Linked DNA regions of Danio rerio: region 1 is linked to region 2. Evidence: chromatin contacts called from public Hi-C data. All regions are on one chromosome and are shown on one strand. The core of a region is the stretch at or near the end of the contact, and the rest is flanking DNA. Distances in the headings are between cores, read along the strand shown.

Region 1 (2,988 bases), core at 7-2,506, 180 kb before region 2:
TTCTAATTAATTATCAAATTATAATAGATAGCTTATACACAGGCCAAAAAGCATTAATTATTATAATTCACATTATAATAGATCTTTAGAGTGCATTACAATTCCTTTATAAGAAAGTCATATGTTTTCTTTGTATTTTTATAAAATTCAATCACTTTTTTATTACATATTTAAGCAATATTGAAAACAGTCAAAACAAAGATATATTCATTCAAATATATTCATACATATTAGATGTATCACATTTCTATTTTAACAGTGTTAAATATTGTTGTGTATATATATATATATATATATATATATATATATATATATATATATATATATATATATATATATATATATCATCTGTATTTTAACCGTTGTAATTATTGTATATACATCTAGATTATTGATTATATATAGATAATATATATTGATTGTATTGAGAATATATTGATTGTAGATAGAATATTTACTGAATATGCTATTTCTGCTATTTCTAATTCAGTTTTAAAAGAAAATAGAATTTCTTTTTTTTTTTTAAGTAGTGTTAGTTTCAGTTTTTAGACTGTTTGATTTCCCTTATATTTTGCAAGAATGAAAAAAAAAGCGGCTTGGAATATGTATATATTGTCATTTTTGTGTTTGTTTTATCCAAAGTGCAGTTATCCGCACCATGACTGCTTTTACCCTGAGAGATGAACATATTTTGCTATTGGTAATGGTGCATTCTAATCACCATAAGCAATTTAATAAAATAATATTTAAGATCATTGAATTTAAAAGAAAAAAATATTTCATTTTATTTATTTTTTAATATAATAGTTGCTGTTTTATGTTTTAAGGCCATTGTAAGATTAAAAACACAAAGCAGCTGGGAATATATTGTCGTTATTTGTTGTTATATTGTTGTTATTTGTCGCCTGAATACATAAATGGATTTATTTATCCTAATATAATAGGATGAATGGATACAATACAAATTATATTATATGTCACAATAATATTGAATAATTTGTTTGGAATTTGATAACAATACGCATAAATATTAAACAAGTAATATATTTATTAGTAATATTTGCAACTGTATTCAGCTATACGCATTTCTAATCTAATTGAACACCTGCAAACACAACAAAAACATGACTAGTAATAATTTGAATCAATTTATCGACCGCTTCTAGCTTGATTGTTAGTGACGTCACTCCAGAACGCCACGCCCCCTCCAGCAGAGCTCGCCGCCGTTGAGTGCGCGTCTCGTCAAGAGATGATCATCAGTCGCGCGGGACAGCACGAGGAATAAACAGGAATAACGGAGACACAGTTATTTTACAGCACGAATGGCGCTCATGGCCGGGATTATTTACGCTCTCACCTCGCTTTTCCTGGGGATTTGTGCAGGTCTGTCCGCTCCGAGGAGTCCTCCGGCGAATGAAGGTAAGAGTGCTTTGAATAAATTGGAAAAGTTTAGGAGTTAAGTTAAACTCGGGCGCGCGCGTCCATCAATGTGTCTATAACCATAACAAACACAATATGTTAACAAAACGCATATATTTATAATTGTAAGTCATTTTTGTAGTAAGGTTTTTGATAAAGTGTGTTTTGTAGTAATCGGTTTGTTGCACCTGATGTGTAGGTTACTCAGTAGGACAATTACCAATTAACAACGTATAGCTAATTACTCTTCATACTTAACATAGAGATTGAGGTAACGTTAGTTTTATATTCGCACATTTGGACTTTATTCCAAATAATAAACTTCACAAAAATATTCTTAGCAAATTTTAAATTGTGAAATCATATTATCATCCTATGACTATCAAATTACAGCATTGTTTACAGTCATGTAATCGCAGTAATGTTTATTTACATGTGATTTCAGACAATATTCAAAGTACCATGGTAATCAATATAGTATACTATATAGTATACTATATATAATTATATAGGGAGTAAATAAAAAACCAAATTTATCCCTATTAAACAATATAAGGAAAGGGGAAAAGTTAGTTTTATATTAACACATTGAACACATTGACACACTCCCTATATTGTTTACCATGGTACTTTGAATATTTAGTCTAAAATCACATGTACGTATGACTAAAAAACAACATTAGCACTTTTTAATTGACTGTAAACATGTTGCACTCTGATAGACATGTCAGTTAATGTAATTTCAATATTTAGAATTAGCAAACAATAATTTTCTGAAATTATATTATTAAGGAGAAAGTCTGAATGTGTGAATATAAAACCAACTTTACCTCAGTAATATAGGGAGCATGTCACACTGAACGAATGTGCAAATATAAAACCAACTTTATCTCAATAACATAGAGATATACTGAAGATTTATTTACATATTACGTTTTTGATATGTTATTTATTTATTCACCCTTCTTTTTCGTGTTTGATTAGTATTTATAATGTCAGATGTCTATTTTATGTAAATATGATCTGGATTCTAGACATAATTATTTTGCGTTCATAAAATTGCTAATTGTTTTTTTTATTTGAAATTATAAACAAACTATGTATGATATTAAACTTCATTACAAACACTGATGGTGGTTTAAAATTAATTTGAGCTTTTCTTGGTCGTTTAGACTACTTGAAGACAGCGTTTACCTCATTTTTTTATATAAACAGTGTGATTTTTGATAACATTTGAGGTATTTATTAGTTTGTAACATTTGCAACATAACGTTTGTATTATTAGCAATAGATATTTTATTAATTAGCTATATTTCTTTTCAGATAATGTTGTGTCAGCACTGTAATGTTGAGTTTCACACAGTTGACGATGAGGCAACATGACGGAATTAAATTAACTTATATTAAATAATACAAATTTAAGTGGATTGAACAAAGTTGTTCCAAAAAAAACCCTCAAGAATTGTGTTGTGTTCAGTTCATTTTAAATAAGTAGTTTGAACAAAAAGCAATTGTCTTTTTTTTTTTTTTTTTTTGAGTGAGCTTTTGGCCATGGCTGCATCTGTTGTC
Region 2 (2,700 bases), core at 174-2,673:
GACATTCGCGCCGCATTAACCAATCAGAAGCTTGCTCTTGTGGGGGCGTGATTGATGTTTATGAGCTCACAGAGCTGGATGCACCTCTGAAAGCATGTAGTGGACTCAGACACGACCCTAAACGTATCGACGCTGTTTTTCAGTCTTCATAAAGCACATAAACACTGTTATTTTCTTCATAAAATCCATGTTAGCCATTTAGCTATGAAGCTACAGTCACCGGGCAGACAGAAGCCCTGCCCATCACGCGAATCCGCGTCTGTTCTGAAGTGAATTTGACACGCGAATGAAGCAGATTTGACGCACGAATGAAGCGGGGTTTGACGCACGAATGAAGCGAATAACCTCAAATGTTCACGCGGCTATTTATGCGCGAATAGCGCGATTTATCCGCGCGTTCCGCGTCTGGTGTGAACATAGCATTAGGGTGCGCCCTGCCACCCTGCAAAGGAAACTCATTTCAGTTGTCTTGTATCTGATATCTCGTCCTTTCAGTCATGACCCAAAGCTCATGACCATAGGTGAGAGTAGCAACGTAGATCAGCAGACCTTTCGGCTCAGCTCCTTCTTCATCTTAATGGACCGATACATCGACTACATCACTTCTGCCTCTGCACCGATCAGCCTGTCAATCTCAGATTTCATCCCTCCCTCACTCGTGAACAACCACCCAAGAGACTTGAACTCCACCTGAGGTAAGGACTTTCCTCCAACCTGGATGCTAAAAGAACATCATAACTATAATTAATAATGATCAACATACCTCTCTCCTGAGAAGGTTGCTGGTTAGAGCCTCAGCTGGGTCAGTTGGCATTTCTGTGTGGAGTTTGCTTGTTCTCCCCGTGTTGGCGTGGGTATCATCAGTGTGCTCTGGTTTCCCCCACAGTCCAAAGACATGCGGTACAGGTGAATTGGGTAAGCTAAATTGTCCATAGTGTGTGTGTGTGTGTGTGAGAATAAGAGCATATGGATGTTTCCCAGGGATGGGTTGCAGCTGGAAGGGCATCTGCTGCACAAAACATATGCTAGATAAGTTGGCGGTTCATTCCACTGTGGCGACCCCAGATTAATAAAGGGACTAAGCTGAAAAGAACATAAATGAATGAATGATACCTCTCTACTCACTAACATGATTATTTATTTCCAGATGGCCCAGTAGGAGCCAAATATCGCAACTGAAACTCTTTAGCTGTGTTTTTGCCATGAAAAACAACAAGTTTACAAAAACACAAATGCACACGTATTTGTTTACTCACACACTCTGAAAGTCAAAGTGCTGAGAGAGAAAAACACACAACGGCTGATGAACTGCGCCTGGCATGTAGAGGTCAGGATTTCTGAAACACTTCACCGTCACTCAGCACCGGCATTCACTCGTCATTCTTTTCCTCGCTCAATCACTCACTCTGACACACACACACACACGTGTGGAAAAACTCGCCGTGTGTTAATGTTCCATAGCTTTCTGCACCCTGTAAGAGTGTGTGTGTGGAGATGTGTTGGAGTTGTAGGATCTGTTTTTGAGGGAGGAAACCTCAAGTTGAAGCAAATGTTATGACAGAGCATTGAGTGAAGCATCACAGACGTGACCACACACACATATGAATGGCACTGGGAAAGGCTTTTATGAAGACACAGTTGAATGTGTGTCAGTTGTTTATTAATCTAGAGGCAGACCTGATGAAGGCTCCAATAGTCTTTAATGTTAAGATGGACGTCTAAAATGACTACTTCAGTTTCTCCTTTTCATTTGATCTCTCTCGCTGTTAGATTTTCAAGGGGTCCTATTATTAAGATGTACCATAAGTCTCGGGTATCCAAGATTGTGCCTTTGACGTTTCAAATTCAACATGCTGTAAATGGCAGAAGCTGAAGCAATTTATGTCTCTTTAAATGCAAATGAGCTGCTGCTCCACGCCCCTTTACAAAAGTGGGTGGAGCTTTTATGCCTTGGATATTCTAGCATAGTCAGTTTAAACTTCTTCTATAGACTATTTCAGTTGGTCCATGAACGTCTGCTTGTTATCGAACTATTTCATAACTGTACCAAGAAGCAATTCGATCATAACTTAATCTTAATACCACTATCATAACATTAATTATAAGTATGTGGCTCTTCTGGATTCGTGGAAGCTATAGAAATTAAAAATGTAGAAACACATTGGGACCCTTGTTTTTGTTTACATCCCTTAAAAATGGTCTATAGATTTTCTGAGTGTAAACACAAAGCTTTCGCACTGAAATCCATTGAAATTTGTGGCCAAGTATAATTTCAAAATAGCTGTCAGATACTCTTAAGGCTATGTCAAAAAAAATACAAATGTAGGTTGTGTGTGAATGAAAACATTCGGAGAAGAAATGCATGAATGCATTCAGTGTTTGTGGGTTATCACTGTTGCCTCACAGCAAGACATCACTAGTTCTAGTCCTTACCAAGCCAGCCAACGTTTCTGTGCAGAGTTTACACAATCTGTCCAAGCTCACGTGGGTTTCCCCTGGGTTCCCCGGTTTCCGCCCACCATCAAAAAACATGCAACTAAAGTTAATTGACTAATCCATAGACCTGCTCCTAGTAAGTAGTTATCGCTCAAGAGCAGTCACTATCTATCTGTTCATTAGCTACTACAGCAGGGGAGTTCTCGAGATCTACCTGAGCTCAAACTCCCTTCTCGCCTTGCCAACCCGACTCTCTGCCAACCC

What was found. A called contact is a pair of places that touch in the nucleus more often than the background predicts.
Region 1: a contact with region 2 is called in a Hi-C map of an unstated tissue, with 4 times the contacts expected there. The contact joins the promoter of epha4l here to the enhancer-like site in region 2. A contact is called at or near these places in 4 of 18 Hi-C or Micro-C datasets (embryo and an unstated tissue) and 2 of 4 datasets of contacts at active chromatin or transcription factors (caudal fin and embryo).

Annotation. Positions count from the first base shown.
Region 1 is chr15:44,741,833-44,744,820 of GRCz12tu, reverse strand. epha4l (eph receptor A4, like) reads left to right here and starts at 1,256. Exons shown (of 18, transcript XR_012391051.1): 1 at 1,256-1,419.
Region 2 is chr15:44,560,089-44,562,788 of GRCz12tu, reverse strand. No RefSeq gene overlaps it. Among named protein-coding and RNA genes, the nearest start is that of pxylp1, 43 kb to the right of the region's middle. Within about 2 kb of position 1,423, at least 3 of the 62 cell types and tissues checked have an H3K27ac peak or open chromatin away from gene starts, as enhancers often do.